2 separate regions of the Mus musculus genome follow, and region 2 is linked to region 1. The links are chromatin contacts, called in public HiChIP or PLAC-seq maps. All regions are on one chromosome and are shown on one strand. Each heading gives the region's core, a stretch centred on a gene start, on an enhancer-like site or on the middle of the called end of the contact. The rest is flanking DNA. Distances are from core to core; before and after follow the strand shown.

The links. HiChIP or PLAC-seq counts read pairs in DNA pulled down with a chosen protein or histone mark.
Region 2: an H3K27ac HiChIP or PLAC-seq map of embryonic stem cells shows a contact between it and region 1, with 13 read pairs. The contact joins the promoter of Tmem40 here to the enhancer-like site in region 1. A contact is called at or near these places in 4 of 39 promoter capture datasets (HPC-7-derived erythroid cells, embryonic stem cells, macrophages and 1 more), 1 of 15 datasets of contacts at CTCF or cohesin (CD8 T cells), 3 of 484 Hi-C or Micro-C datasets (bone marrow-derived macrophages, embryonic stem cells and stem cell-derived neural progenitor cells), 8 of 115 datasets of contacts at active chromatin or transcription factors (the HPC-7 cell line, bone marrow-derived macrophages, embryonic stem cells and 3 more) and 2 of 9 other capture datasets (adipose tissue and pancreatic islet).

Annotation. Positions count from the first base shown.
Region 1 is chr6:115,649,658-115,653,558 of GRCm38.p6, reverse strand. All of the region lies in intron 1 of Raf1 (v-raf-leukemia viral oncogene 1), which reads left to right. Among named protein-coding and RNA genes, the nearest start is that of D830050J10Rik, 24 kb to the left of the region's middle. Within about 2 kb of position 2,393, at least 92 of the 459 cell types and tissues checked have an H3K27ac peak or open chromatin away from gene starts, as enhancers often do. A contact at or near this core is called in the HPC-7 cell line, adipose tissue, bone marrow-derived macrophages and 4 more, where this site is marked.
Region 2 is chr6:115,757,214-115,761,009 of GRCm38.p6, reverse strand. It overlaps Tmem40 (transmembrane protein 40), which reads left to right and starts at 2,011. Exons shown (of 12, transcript NM_144805.2): 1 at 2,011-2,072.

The DNA.
Region 1 (3,901 bases), core at 1,144-3,643:
TTTGGGTCCCTGCCCCCCTTGGCTATTTGGAATAATGCTGATAGGGAATCTGATGTTTTAAGGTTAGTAACACCACTTGGGCTGGAGCCGTGGCTCAGCACTTCAGAAGGCTGCTTGTTCTTGCAGAGCATCTGGTTCAGTTCCCAGCACCCACAGTAGTTGACTCCCAACCACTTGTAACTCCAGCTCCAGGGCATCTACAGCTCTGGCCTCCATAGACACCTGTATTCACATGCAAATATCCTGCCCTCCATACACAAAAATGATAACAGTTTTTAAAATTACTTGGAAGTCCTATAATTTTAGTTGATAAAAAAATTGTTCTGGACAGACTTTTGGAAGGCAAAAGGATAATTTTATTAGGCTTTATGTTGTACATTGAAGATAGGATTTTTTTTTTAATTTGTAAATTGATGTCTCCAGATCTTGAGACTTCATGCTGGGAGTAGGACTTGATGCAGTGTTACCCATTCTTGCTGTCACAAGGAAGAAACCACTAAGAAAGATACTGAGGGTTAGGTAGCTGTCCTAGGAACTTCAGATTTAGTAATTTTAGTAATGTTCCACTTTTAATGATCAGCATGCTTTTTTTTTAAATGACATAATAAATTCAGTTAACTGTAACTAAAGAAATGGCAAAATATATGTACAATAAAGTTTCCTGGGTATACTGGTGCATATCCTTACTCCCACCCAGCACTTGGCAGGTGGAGGCAGGCAGCCCGCCTGGTCTCCTACATTGCAAGTTACAGGCCAGCCAGGGTTACATAGCGAGACCTTGTCTTAAAAAAAGAGGTTATGGCTGTAGAGAGGGCTCAGCAATTAAGAACGTTGGCTGCTCTTCTAGAGGACCTGGGTTTGGTTCCCAGTACTCACACTGGCTGACATATAGCCACCTGTAACTCCAGTTCCAGGAGATTTGATGTCCTCTTCTGGCCTCTATAGGCACCAGGCATGTACATGATGCACAGACATACATTCAGACAAAACACCAATACATATATCTATATCTATATCACCCATATATATATTTATATATATCACATATGTGATATTTATCTTTAATTATATATATAATAAGGATATATATATATATACACATATAAATTAAAGATAAATAAAATAACTTTTTAAAAGTTAACCACTTTTAAAGATTTATTATTCTATGAGTATGTGTGTGTGTTTCTGTGTACCACATGAATACAAATGCTCTCAGGCCAGAAGAGGATTCTGGGTTCCTCTGGAGTTACAGGTGGTTCAAGGTTAGCTTGTGTTAATCTAAAAATTCCAGTCTAGTCTATAGTCTAGATCCTGAGTCAAAACAACAATGACAAAAAACCCGAACCAAAAGTTGAGACTGTTTTGGCTTCTCTGTGTCATTTGTGTTTCCATATGAGTTTTAGGATCAGCTTGTCATCTTCTACAAAAATGTTTGATTTTTAAAAAAAATTAAAAAAATTTTTTGTCACCTTGACACAAGCTAGAATAATTTGAGAAGAGGGGGCCACAGTTGAAAAATGCTTCCATAACATTGGTCTACCTGTGGGTCATTTTCTTAATCAGTAACTGATTATGGGGGAGCCCAGTCCACTGTGGGTGGTCCTGGGAGTATAAGAAAGCAAGCCAGGAGGAGCAAGCCAGCAAATAGCACTCTTTTTATGGCCTCAGCTTTTTTTGTTCCTGCCTCAGGTTTCTGTCTCAAGTTCCTACCTTGACTTCTCTGGATGATGGAATACAGCTGTAAAATGAAATAAACCCTTTTCTCCCCAAGTTTTTTTTGGTCATGATATTTTATCACAGGATTGAAACCATAAATAGGGATTGATTGAAACCCCTAGATGAATGTGGAGATTATTGCCCCTTTAACAGTGACCTGTGTATTGATACGCATGGCCCAACATGCTCATGAGTTTGTCTGTTTTCAGTTTTTTTAATTTAATTTAATTAAAAAATTTTTTTTTCTGTTTTCAGTTTTAAGAACCCCATGCCCAGTGTCTCCATTTAAGATCAAGTTCCAGCTTTGATTCTGCTGTAATTTTTCAAGGTTGGGGCTAGAGTGTGAGGGAGATGGCTGTTAAATGAACATAAGTGTTCCTTTAAAGGGAAGTGTAGGTTGTGCATCTCACTTTGCTGAAAGAGAACTCTGTAGACTGCTTGTGAACAGTCAGCTGTGCTGGTACACTTGTGTGATCCCTGAACTTAGGAGGTGGAGGCTAGAGAGGCTAGGCTGGGCTACAATGAGGTCCCCTGTCTAGGAAAACAGGGTGGGCAGGGGAAGCCACGCAGCTTTTGAAATGACCCTTGATGTTTGCTTTGAGGCAGGAGAGATGACAGAGGACAGGCTTTGTTTAGCAAGAGACTGCTGGAGGTACAGGAGAGTGGAAGTGAACTGACAGACTTTAGGTCAGGTCTAGAATTTTATGGTGATTAGGTTTGTTTAAAAGCCTGGGGTGGGGCTGGAGTTCTGGCTCAGAGGTTGAGAGGTTAAGTGTACTGGCTGGTCTTGCAAAGGACTGGGGTGTGGTCCCAGTCCTCTTGTGGCAGCTCACAACTCAATTATCAGTAACTCCAGTTCCAGGGGCTCCAGTGCCATCTTTTAGCCTCCCTGGGCTCTAGGAACTGTTAAGTACAAGGTCATATTATGTAAAGGACATCTTTTCTGCTAGCATAGTGTTCCACTAAAGGCCTTTGCCTTTCTCACCTAACAGAAGAGCAGTGAGCTGCTGTACTTAAAATGTACTGCATTGCACCCAACATGTATTCCTTCATTTTGTGCATGCATGAGTGTGAGTGTGTGTTTGTGCCATGGGGCACATGTGGAGATCAGAGGGCAGCTTGATGCTGGTTCTTATCGTCCACCGTGTGAGTAGAGGTGATCAAACTCAGGACAGGGTTGATGTCAAGCCGTCTACACGCCCAGCATCTCTCTGGCCCTCCCTACCTTTTACATTTTTATTTATTTATGATTATTGTGTGTTTATGGCATGTGACTGCATATGTGCTTGCTATGGTTCAAATGTGGAGAACAGAGGACAACTTAATAAGAGTCATGTGTCACTTTGCACTATGGCTTCTGGATATTGAACTCAGGCTTGAATGACAAGTGCTTTTACCCAAGAGAGCCACTTCGTTGGCTCTGGTTCACTATTTATATTTATTATTTTACCTCAAATCAAGGAACAGCAGTGTTATATAAGAACTTGTAAGAATGTGGAGATTAAGCAGAGCTCCTAGGAGAGTTGCATATAATATTATACTTTCTATACTATTTTGGTAAAAGGAAGTCAGCAGTGTTACTTTAGTTAACTATCTGGTTTCTCCAGGGCTTTGAGCTAGATAGAAATTAGGAAGTATTAGAGAAATGCAAACAAAGCCCTTCTAGCACCAGCTGAGGCTTTCTCCCCCTCAAACCCCTGTTAGGGTCATTGGTTGTAGTCAGTGCCTTGCCCCATATTCCTTAAAGTCATCCAGGAGGGATGTGTCCTGTGTTTTGTGAAGTGCTGCCCTGTTGGATTATGTCAGTCATGTTCAGCCACCAGGAAGTTCTCAGAACCCAGCACAAGCCTTACTGCTTCCTCCATGGGGAAGATAATAAGCTTACGGGGCTAAGTTCCCAGAAAACAAAAGTAAAACAAAAAGCATATCTGTGTAGAAGGTTTCTAGAAGACTGAATTAGAACTTCTTTAATTGTGGAGAGTTAGAATGTTCTGAGTGAATTATCTTGGGCTACCTTTAGTCCTCTTAATAGTCATTCATTGTCCAAGCATCTATTTGGTCAAACACTTGGATATCAAGCAAAACCTCTGAACTGTCCTCTGAACAGACCTTTAGGTTCCACCCATCCCCAGTCTCACTGTGGCTTGGGTGGATCTGGAGCCTGGAGTAGAACGCCCCGCTCCCC
Region 2 (3,796 bases), core at 762-3,261, 110 kb before region 1:
TCAGGCTCCAGGTAAATATCCAAGCAGGTGCTTCAGGAGAGGCAGAGAGGGAAACTGAGGCACGGGGTGGGGGTGGGGGGAAGTGCCTCATGACAGAATCAGAAGAAGGGAAACCAAAGTTAGACGATTCCTTTGAGAAGGCACTTCCTGTGTGCCAGTCATTTAAGCCTTCAAGATGGCAGAAAACATTCAGACTGGTGGGGCTCTGACATGAGCATGTGTCAGCGCAGATGTGCTAGGATAGCCTGGGGACAACTTGTGATTGCATGTGGCTAGGAAGGGCCCCGGGGGTTTAGCAGTTTCTAAGGGGTTTCCAGGTGATTTTGTCTCTTGCTCATCTGAAGTGAGTACATTATGAGAATAAATAAGGTTGTTTGTTTGTTTGTTTGTTTGTTCTCATACCATATGGAGTGATGTCTGGAGTGTGCCCTCCACCCTCCCCACCACCAGACACGCACACATCAGGCTAACCTTTCTGATCGCTTTCTCATGCAGCAAAATTGACTGAATGCCTTCTACACATTGGTCCCTGTCCCAGATCCTAGAGCACGTGCTTAATGAGGAAATTTGCACCAGAAAATAACGTGTGGAGTGTGGAACAGCAGGGCAGACTGAGGCAGGCTGAGGCAGGCAGAGGCAGGCTGAGGCAGGCAGAGGCAGGCTGAGGCAGGCAGAGGCAGGCTGAAACAGGCTGAGGCAGGCTGAGGCAGGCTGAGGCAGGCTGAGGCAGGCTGAGGCAGGCTGAGGTAGGCTGAGGTAGGCTGAGGAGGAGCTAGCGTCCTAGCAGGCTGATCACAGCAGGCCCTTTGGGAAGGTAACATTTGAATAGAGACCTAAAGAGTGAAGAAAGAAGGCTTTCTAAGGGAAAGAGTTCTGAATAGAACAGCCAGTGCAAAGGTCCTGAGGTAGGTGCCTATCTGGGATAGCACTGGCTGAGGGAGAGAGGCTGTCATAGAGTTAAGGTCGGAACAAGAGGCATGGGGCAGATGGACTTCGAGAATGGGCTGTGCCCTGAGAACTGACAGTTATTCATAGTGGGTACGGAGCTAAATTGGCTGCCCAGTTGGACAGCAATGGGGGAGGGGCAGGGCAGAAGCCGGGGAAGAGAAGTGGTGGTGTAAGAACCACATGGTGACTGTGGAAGTGGATTGGGGGCAGGGGTGGGGCTTGGGGGACAACAGAGGCAGGCCTGTAGGACTTGCTTCACAGGTTGAGCACATGCTGAGCTTGAGCAAATAGTCATGGGTCGGGCCTGAGACTAGGATGAGCGGGGCCTTCTTTTCCAGGAAGCTCATGGCCCTGCCTTTTATCCCTGCTGGTCGGTACTCCCCTGGACAGTGGCAGCAAACATTTCCTGTCCTGTTGCTCAGGGTGACTGATGAGTGAGCACAACGCAGAGGTGGCAGCTGGGTGAGGTAACCCTTGGTTTCCTGCCTCTTGAGGACTGAGTTCCTACCCATCCTAGCCAGGCGGCTGCTCTCCTGACCTGCCTCCTTGCTTCCACCCAGTTCCCTCCCCAAGGGGAAGCACTGTATGGCTTTCAGCCCCTCTCCATGGTCCCTGAACTCCCTCGTCCTCTCCATACACCACTCCAGCCTTGGTATCCAGAAGCAGGGAACATGACAGCATCTTCTAACTTGCAGGGCAGGTCGGGACACATGGCTGGAACCTGAATCAGCCGCCTGGGCAAGGAGGAGGAACCCAAGACAAACCCTCAACTCCTCCCTTCCTGGAGTTTGTCACGACCTGGGGAGGTCCACCATGGTTGCCACTCGGGGCTTCAGGTTTTAGTGTGATCCTGGGGTCTGTGGGGGTGTGTTTGCCACCATCAGCCCCTCTTAGGATGCTGGGGGAAGAGGCAAGTCAGACAGGAAGGCCTGGGGGCTGATAGCACCACAGGAAGGAATGCCAATGCCACAGCACCAGGGTGAGCCAGCGGGGGCCCAGGGGCAACGTCATGGTTGCCCCGCCCTCTGCTGTCACGGTGCCATGGCCTCTCCTTCCCCAGCCCGGCCACATTCACAGTCAACACACAGCTCACCTTGCAGCTCACATGAGCCCAGGGACTCCAGGTAATGGGACATGGGACATGGGACTGGTCAAGCAGGGGTGGGGGTGGATCGGGGTGGTTTCAAGAGGATTGGGAGACATGGTTGATCTTTAGGCTCCCTGTGCTTCCTTGGTGGCCTGGGATGGAAGCCCAGCTCTGCACCTCCCTGGCTTGCTGAGGCCCCTCAGTGTCCGTTGTGGATGACATCGGGGCAGGATGGACCATTTGCCCCTCATATTTGTTTTGACACTTCCATAGCTTAGACAGTCCATGACCAGCGCTGACTCTTATCACTGGCTTGCTGTGGACTTTTAGAAATGCCTGGCCTCACTGGACCTCAGTTTCCCCATTTGGAAATGAAGGATTTGACTAAGTATCTAGAGGCTTTTCTCAGCCTGTTGTGGTGGAAGCCAGAAGCTTAGGGAATGCAAAGGGTCTCAGCCTCGGCCTCTGGCTCAGATCAGGTAAAGCCACCTTCCTCCCTCATAGCCTCTCATCACGAGGGATGGCCCCAGGGGAGAGGGTGCTGGCAGACCCCAGGGAACCACACTCAGCCCTCTTGGGGGTTACTTCTCCCTATGACAGCCATCCTCATCCGGTGGTTTCTGCTCAGAGTATCCTGGTCCTCAAGCCCCCAACAGGTCTTTTAAAGGGGACAGAATGGTGCTATTGTCCTCTTTAGTTCTGTTTAAAACTGCCCTAGATAATCCAGGGCCCTACCTAGAGGTAGGAGCATGTGTTAGGGGAGGCATGGTGAAAATAATGTGTGTGGTGGTGGTGGTGGTGGTGGTAGTGGTGGAGTTGTGGGGGGGGGACACCCTGTTTTGGTCAAGGAAACAGATCTGTAGAGAGTGGGACCAGAACTCTGGGTGATGTGGCCTCTGCCACACTAGCCCATCTGGCTCTAACATTCTCCTGAAGCTGCTTTCTCAGCCACGTCTGTTCTCCCCCACCTGTGTGTGTGTGTGTGTGTGTGTGAGACTCTTCCTCTGTCTTTCTGTCTCTCTCTGTCCCTCTCTCTCTGAAACAGCTTTGTTGAACCAGACATGACAACATATACCTGTAACCCCAGCACTTGGGAGATGGGGTCAGGAGAATCAGGAGTTCAAAGTCACCCTCAACTATACAATAAGTTCAAGGCCAGCCTGGGCTACATGAAAGCCTGTCTCACCTGCCTCCTTTATTGACAGATGGGCTTTGTCTGCTGTAATCGTTCCCTCTTTACAAGGACAATTCAGAGGTTTCCCATAGACTCACTGAATTATACAACCTTGGCTATCAAATTCAAAACACTTCTCATCCCAGGATAGGGCTGGTCCTGTACAACGGGCACTTCCCCCTCAGGAACTAGTTGCTTTGACCCCATGGATATAGCTAGGCATTTCGGAGCCTGTAAAAGAAAAAAATGTGTCTGTTTGTTTAATATGTGTGTGTGTGGAATACATGTGTACATTGTGCATGCTATGACACAAATGTGGAGATGAGAGGACAACTTTTTTTTTTTCTTTCTCAAGACAGGGTTTCTCTGGGTAGTCCTGGCTGTCTTGGAACTCACTCTGTAGACCAGGCTGGCCTCGAACTCAGAAATCCGCCTGCCTCTGCCTCCCGAGTGCTGGGATTAAAGGTGTGTGCCACCAACTTTTGAGAGCTAGTTCTCGCCTTCTGCTATGTGAATGATGGGAAACTGAACTCAGGAGGTCAGGTTTGGTGTCACGTTTACCCTCTGATCTCCCTCACCATCCCTGG